2 separate regions of the Mus musculus genome follow, and region 1 is linked to region 2. Evidence: chromatin contacts called from public HiChIP or PLAC-seq data. All regions are on one chromosome and are shown on one strand. Each heading gives the region's core, a stretch centred on a gene start, on an enhancer-like site or on the middle of the called end of the contact. The rest is flanking DNA. Distances are from core to core; before and after follow the strand shown. Region 1 has its middle 9.9 kb from the start of Lratd2. Region 2 overlaps Nsmce2 (NSE2/MMS21 homolog, SMC5-SMC6 complex SUMO ligase).

Evidence for each region. HiChIP or PLAC-seq counts read pairs in DNA pulled down with a chosen protein or histone mark.
Region 1: an H3K27ac HiChIP or PLAC-seq map of large pre-B cells shows a contact between it and region 2, with 11 times the contacts expected there. The contact joins two enhancer-like sites. A contact is called at or near these places in 5 of 39 promoter capture datasets (the C10 cell line, the HPC-7 cell line, the SN4741 cell line and 2 more), 5 of 115 datasets of contacts at active chromatin or transcription factors (the 230-238 cell line, bone marrow-derived macrophages, forebrain and 2 more) and 1 of 9 other capture datasets (embryonic stem cells).

What each region holds. Positions count from the first base shown.
Region 1 is chr15:60,833,030-60,836,937 of GRCm38.p6, forward strand. No RefSeq gene overlaps it. Among named protein-coding and RNA genes, the nearest start is that of Lratd2, 9.9 kb to the left of the region's middle. Within about 2 kb of position 2,387, at least 29 of the 459 cell types and tissues checked have an H3K27ac peak or open chromatin away from gene starts, as enhancers often do. A contact at or near this core is called in the HPC-7 cell line and bone marrow-derived macrophages, where this site is marked.
Region 2 is chr15:59,409,599-59,413,445 of GRCm38.p6, forward strand. The region is part of intron 2 of Nsmce2 (NSE2/MMS21 homolog, SMC5-SMC6 complex SUMO ligase); the gene reads left to right. Among named protein-coding and RNA genes, the nearest start is that of Nsmce2, 37 kb to the left of the region's middle. Within about 2 kb of position 2,428, at least 110 of the 459 cell types and tissues checked have an H3K27ac peak or open chromatin away from gene starts, as enhancers often do. A contact at or near this core is called in the HPC-7 cell line and bone marrow-derived macrophages, where this site is marked.

The sequences.
Region 1 (3,908 bases), core at 1,137-3,636, 1.4 Mb after region 2:
CCATGAAGCTGCCTATCACTGTCAGGGCACTCCACATTAACATGATTGAGAAGGTTCAACTCCCTGTTGACTAAATGACCCTCTGAATGGCATTTGGCTTCTATGTGGGAACATTTATGGAGACTGCAAATCAATTTGATAATTTATTCCCTTTCTTCTTTCCCCTCTTCTCCCTCCCTCCTCTCCTTTCCTTCCTTCCTTCCTTCCTTCCTTCCTTCCTTCCTTCCTTCCTTCCTTCCTCCCTCCCTCCCTCCCTCCCTCCCTCCCTCCCTCCCTTCCTTCCTTCCTTCCATCTTTCTTGTCTCCCTCCCTTTCGTTTTCCTTGTCCGTAAGCAAACTAGCAGTCTGGTTTATATCAGACTCTGTGGGTTGGCTTGACATGAATCACTTTAATGGACTGGCAGAGAGGGATTTAATGGACTGACCATGAGCTTGAGGCTCACACATCAAAGCTGGTGATATGTAACAGCAGCACCCTACAAGCTACATATGCAGCCCTTGCCCTTGCAGAGGAAGCAGGTATCACTGCCATTTCTTCATTTTACAAACAAGACTACCCAGAAAAGGAAATACAAGTAGCTTACCCTTGGGGACATAGCTAGCTAGGGTTGTGAACATTCCACATCAGACAGCAAACAGTACCATGCTGTGACCTTAACCTTCAGGCAAGCACTTCATTCCAGCCCACACACCAGCTACAATTAGTTTTCATACTTCCAGCCTTTGATCACCAGTTGAGCCATCTTCTCAGTCCCTGTCCACATCCAGGTCTAATCTTTTTCCTGTCCTTTTAACCTCATTTCCTCCTGGTTTCCTGTTTCCCCTACTCTGCCCTGTTGTCAGAAACTTTGTTTTCCTGTTCTCAGAAAGATTATGCTAGCCTCTGGCCTCAACAAGGCTGTTTCAGGACCTGGGACGCCCTGAGTCTTAAACATCCCTAAACTGGATGCTTTGCATTCTTTATGCCTCAACTCAAAGCCATGCCCACTCTCCAGGCACTGTGCAAGCCAGCACCTTACCCACCCCAGTCTTCCTCTGCCCTTAGTCTCTTACAAAACACATACTAGGAGGGGTTTGACTTTCTTATGCATCCTAGTTACTTGCCCATCTAGGAAACCAGTTCTGGGCTAGTGATATAGCTTACTGGTAGAATGTTTGCCGTCCCCCCTCCCCCCAGGAACTCACTCTATGAGGTGTCACATTTCCACCCCGATCTTCCAGTAATCTTCACATTTTAAATGCTTGATAAATATGCACAGCATGAATGAAGTTCTCCTTGGATGAGCCTGATAGTCTACTCTCCCTGATAGCAGGGAGACTGGTAAGAGAATTCCTTCTTCAGACAATTACACTGATTTTTATGTACTGATCTCTTTTTGCAAACTGAGGTGTTCAATAGAACAAGGAGAAACTTACCAGTGAAAATGTAATTCAAGGTGGAAAATATAGGAGAGGTAAGGGAAAGAGAGAAGGGAAGAAGGAGAGAGAAAGAAGGAAGGAAGAAATGGAAGAAGGATAAAGGGAATATGTGTGTGTGAGTGTGTGTGTGTGTGTGTGTGTGTGTGTGTGTGTGTGTGTGTGTTTTGTTGAAGTTGGTGCCATTGGGAGTTGGTTGATAGTATTTTGAGTGACTCAAATGAGAGGTTCAGTAGGGCTTTTGCTGTGAATAGACTTGACTTTGGTCTAAGATGAGGGCGCATGTTCTACAGAGCACTCTAATGGAATCTAGCCACTGAGTTCTAGAAACTGAGTGCCCACGTGATATTATGCCTTGATCTAGTTAGCAAACTGATATGAAGGACTGAAGTTCAGCCCTGCCCTGTAGAAACTTTCATTCCTACCATACCAAGTAGCACTTAATGATCAGGAAGCATTTTGAAGCAATAGATTAGTGAGTGTATAGAATTAAGCTATGGGAATCTGTTGAGGATGACAGATAAAGAATATTTAAAGATTAAATCAAAAGTATAAAATAAAAGCTGTATTTTCTTAGCTTTTGCAAATCAGAGTAGCCGAAACTGCTCTGTGCATAGTTGTTAACTTGCAAAAAAAATGAGGAAGGAAGCCTTGTCTCTGAGGTCTCTGCAGGACTTCCCTTCATGCCTGGCACTGTGTAACGGCAGGCATGTTGCGATGATAATACCCATAAGTGCTGGGTATTCTAAGAGTGCTAAGACACTCTTAGAATCCCATGGGAAGAGAGTGTCAGTTAGGAATTATCCAGATCTGGTTGACCTATGGCATGTCTATGGTTATTTGACCTAATTATTAATTGATATAGGAAGACCCAGCCATTTGTATGTAGCAACATTTCCTAGGAAGGAGGAGGCCAGATTAGTATATATGGTGACACATTTACTTGTAAGCTAGAGAGCAGGGATGGGTATATTCCCTCTTTTTTCATGACTGTGTATATGAGATGACTCATGCCTGAGTTCCTGCCTGGACTCCCTCCAAAAGTTGGACTGTAACTTGGAATTGTAAGCCAAATAAATTCTCTCCTTCCCTACTCCTTCCCTATGCTGCTTTTATGCCAGGTATTTTTTGTCCTAGCCACAAAAAAAAAAAAAAAAAAAAAAAAAAGACTTGAGCACCATCTTATACTAGAAAAATAGGAAAAAAATACTGTAGAATAATTTTCTGTGAGAGTATTGTCAGAAAAGATGGATATGGACTCAGTAGACTGAAGAGGGACTACCATCTAATTTGCTGGGAACCGGAGGAAGATCAAGGCAGCCAAAGGTGATCCATATTTTCTCTCTGTCACCCCACCCACTAGATATCACATTCAGATTCTCTAGTCTTTGGGGCTGTACAACTTACAGCATCCCCCACCCCTATCCTCTTCCTCAGGGTTTGGGTTCACATGGCCCTCACTGGTTCTGAGGCCTTTGGAGCTGGACCAAAGCACAGTGCCCCCGTTCCAGGGCCCGGCTCATACACTTCTTGTCTTGGTGAGTCAGAATTGAAAAGCACTGGAAAATCTTAGGTATAGGAGCAGTGAGGAGGAAAAAAAAAATGCCCTCATTCTAGCATCCATCTGCAGCCTTTGCCAGCAGTAAAGCAAACATTCTAGAACAATTAACAACTTCCCGAGCCCTTTCTCCAACCCCAGCCATGAGCATGCACTTTTCTGTGAATCTCATGAGAAAGGACATGTACCAAATATTGGAAGGGTCCAAAGATGGCTGAAGGAAGACCCAAGACTTGGGTAGTATGCAAAGGCAAGGAGTGTTTATTCTATAGAAACAACCAGCATGAGAGGGTCAACATTCTTTGAAATGGCGATGCCAGACAGAGGTGTGCAGGCCTTCTTATAGGGAGCTGGAAACTCTCTAAAAGGATTAAGTAACCTAAAATTTCACTGGCGAGTGCTAGGGGGTCACAGGTGGTCAGTGGTCTGCATTCCTATGTCATGAATGTTTAACCGTAGAATGAGATAGAGTTGCCCAGCACAGATGGCCCATTCTGAGATAAGATATTTCCCCACGTTTGTGGTTATCTCTGTGGTCTTTGGGAGGGGATTTTTATGACCTTGTTTCTGAATTTTATTGTGGTCTATTCCTGGAAACTGGTGCCTTTTGGTTTTCTTTTCGAAATCAGGCCTGGTCCCTAAATGGAGATATATATATATATATATATATATATATATATATATATATATATATATATATATATTTTTTTTTTTTTTTTTTTTTGCTCAAGTTGTTTCCATTGGGCAGTGGTTGAGGGTTTTTGAGTGACTCAAATGAGGGGCAAAGTAGATCCTCTTGCTGTGAATATCCAGGACTTGTCTCTTCCTCTCTCACCCCTCTCCTCTCTCCTCTCATGGCCCAGTTCAGTCTGGTGGCCTAATTCAGACTGGACCTTTCCAGATACCTCTGACTGATTTTCCCTCATATCTATAA
Region 2 (3,847 bases), core at 1,178-3,677:
AAGTTTCTCAGGAACCATTGTAGGCTTTTTCAGAAGAGATTCCTTTTCGTCTTTCTTGCCAGAAATTCATGCAGGAGCTTTAGTGTTGGACCAGAATCAAAGCCAAACCCTGTTCCTTAAACCTCCTTCCTGGGTCTGCAAGTCTCACAGTATAGATAAGGCTAGGCGCAGACAGAAGCATTGTTAGTTGGGAAGTGCTGCTGTGAATATTGCTTCCAGCCTTGAACTCACAATTTTTTTTTCCAGTCTAGTAGGAAGAAATTGATGGTTGGGATATGGGGAATGTGTTTGAGTCAAATCAAAGACCTGACTCTCAAAACTCGAGGGAACCAAGAGAGTCTAAGGGTGTGTTTTAAGATGAGAAGAGCCTATGGTGCTTTAGTAACTGGCAGCATTCATTTCTGTGATTTTTGTGACACCTTTGCCATGGTAGTTTATGGAGTGCCAGCAGATGTCTCACAAAGGTAGCTGTCTGTAGAGTGAAGGGACGCCAAGTCCGAGGGGGAGCACAGTGACTAGTCTCTTTCCCCTGTGTCCTTTCCTCTTACGGGAAAGCAAGGCAACAAAAGCCCTTAGAAAAGGAACAACACACTCATTACTGCATGGCTTCTGTATCAGTGTGTTTGTCTATGTCTGTGGTAGTTCATACACTGTGCTTTGTGCCTGGTGCTGACTTCAAGTCATAACTCTACGTTTATTAACTCCATGACCTGCCCGATGATTTCACCTCTCCGGGAGTTAATTTCCTTATCTTTATTGTATGCTTAATAGTGCCCAAATTATGTTGGAGCAGAGGTAGTGTGTTCACAGGTCCTCGTACTTAGTACTCATTCAAGGTTGTTCATTTTTTCCATCCATGGCTTTCTTTGTTCATCATCAATGTTTTCCTTTGACTAGGACAACTCTGAATCAGTCAGTTTCAGGGGAGCCCTGAAAGCATTTGTTTAGCCTCCACCCCAGTGTGGTGAACAGCCATGGCCTTCTGCTAAGGTTCTTTGCCTCGTGTGGTAGTGGTGGCTGCTGTTCTTGCATTAAGGCATCTCCCCCGCCTGATGTGTAGTAAGTGCTCAGTAACCATTGGCAGGTAAAGGAGTTTCTGAACTTGGAAAGGGGTGTCTGCAACCCTTCTCACTGAGGTCTGAATTCTGTGGGTTCGGCTGGTTGCTTTGTAAGTTAATATATACCTGAAACTTTTTAGTTCTGAGGGCAAGATGATTTTAGGATTTGGACTAGTTATATTTGCAGATGAACTATCTACTCTGTAATGGATTTAGTTAAAAATATAGCTGGTTAGTGCTTATGCCAAGCCAGGCTCTTCTTTGAGCACTGTACCTACATGCTAACAACTTTATGAATTTGGTACTATTCTTTATCTTTTTCTTGTTTTAAAAGGTTTGCATTTTATTTTTATGGGTATGAGTATTTGCCTGCATAAATGAGTGTACACTACATGCATTCCTGGTGCTGATGGAGGCCTACGAGGGTATCAGATCTCCTTGATCAGGCGTTATAGGCTTTCCTGAGTTGTCATATGGGTGGTAGGAATCGAACCTTGGTCCCCTGCAAGAATCACAAGTGTTCTTAACCACTCAGCCACCTCTCCAGCCTTCAGTACTATTCTGATACCCATTATAGAGGTGTGGAAACAGTCTTTCCAAAGACTACACAGTCCACAAGAAAGAAATCAAGCAGACTGCCCCTTCAATTATGTGGTGTGCAGCTTCCCACGTCTGGGTTATTATGTGATGGGAGGGCTGTGGGGAGGCAGATGGCAGGAAGGTGGAAAGTCCTCCAGGATTTCTCCTGGACTTTGGGAAGAAACCAGCTGCTGACTGGTTATATCATACACCTGATACTGCACACTTACTTCTAGTGGGAGGCAGTTATAACATGGGCATTCAGTTTTAATTTTACCACACTAATATCTGTGTGGAGGAATAATTACAACTTTGAAGTTCAGTGTAGTGAGAAGTAACCAAGTTTCTATTAAACATTGCTCAAGCACTGAGTAAGTCATTAAATTCAACTCCTGATGAGTGTAGATTGCTTAATATCTGTCTGTCAGGAGACACACAGATAGACAGATAGATGTCACTAGATGTAGGTAATTGGATCTGAGTTTACAGAGAATTCAGGTTTTGGTTTGATTTTGACACAGAAGTTGAGAATATTGTTTATACTGTCATCTGTTTGTATTTCTCAAAAAAAAAGGTAAATGTCTTTTACAGAAAATATGGAAGAATCAAGTTCTCATATAAAGAGATCTGGAAATAACTTATTCCCAGTCTTTAGAAAATAAACTTTTCTGGCTGTGTGTGCCATTTAGTCTAAGGAATTTAAACTAAAGTCAGGCAACCCTTGCCACCATCCTTCTTCTTCGCCAAAATGGTCTGTGTATTTAATGACATTTCGTGTTTATCAGATTCTTCTAAGTGTGTGAGTCATGTTGACTCACAGTCAGCAATCCTTAGCAACACTAAATGTCTGCTTTGTCTTAGCTTGGTAAGTCACTAATAAAATACATGCTGCTGAATTTAATCAACTCCATGTAATTGGTTGTTTCTGTTCAGACATGCTTGTGTGTGGCTTTGTAGAATAGAAAAATTAACCTGATCCCACAGTTTTCTTGTTGTTTGTTTAGAACAAAACTTTAGAAAGCAGCTTGACCCTGGACAAAGCCGTGCAGCTGATTAGATATGCAGGTGGGAAGAATAAGTAGGTGACATTTGTCTTGAGGGTGTGTCTCTCTAGTGTGTGTGTGCACACATGTCCTACTTGTAAAAGTAAAGAGATTTTATGGGTTGATAAGAGCTGGAATACTAGGTCCTCTTCTGGACAGTAGAGAGATGTTAGAGAGGGGACCTTATATCTGAGATCATAGGGAGCTTTCAACAAGGGCACCTCAGAAATCCATGTGAGGTGTAGTGAAGTTCAAGGTCTTTGTATGTGGTTTGCTTGGAGAGACAAGGAGGGCAAAGCCTACATTTTGATGTTTTAGTGAAGGCTGGGCTAGTAAAGGCCTAGAGACTGTGAGTGACTTTCAGCTCTATTTCCCAACCCCCAGAGCTGGACCTCAGGGAAGTTTATTCCATGGGCTGCAGGCACAGCACCCCTGTGGTTAGGGAAGGCCCTGTTTAGAATAAGTAGGTCCAGAAGTGTACCTCTTACCCCCCCTCCCTCACTGACCTGGTTGCCGGTCTGGAATGGCAGTTGGGTTGCTCTGTTGATCATGACCAGGTGGACAAGGATATGCCATGATAAGAACTGCTTCCCCCACCTGCTTCTGCTTTTCAACCAGTGGCTTAGAAAATACTGAACAAACAGGCATGAGTCAACCCTGGATAGTACTGCATCTGAATGGGGAAAATAAATATCTCATGCTCCCATACTGCGCTACATAAAGACAGCATATTGCCATGCTTGTCACCTAGTTCTTAGCCACAAGTTGGAAGTTATTCCTCCTTAAGAGTCCATGTCCATAAAAGCAGCTTACTTGCCTCCTGCCCTCCTTTCTCAGACCAGTCTCTACTTTTGCCACGCTCTTCTACACCGGGACAACTGGCATCAGTGGCTATGGTTTCGCCTTCAACATTCATATTTGTTCCCGCCTCAGCCCATTATCTTCCTCTCATTAAAGCCTATAAATTTTGTTTGAAGTTGGGTTTGATTCTAGCACTAAGTCACCCATTTCTGCTTAATATACCTTCAATGCTCTTTCAGTGCTTCAAAGCAGGGAATAGTAAGAGTTATTGCTGTTGGTGCATTTTAGCATTGAGTAACAGATGACGTGTCTAATGAATAGCGTGGCTGCTGAGATTGCATAATTATAGGTTTGTCTGCCTTTAGG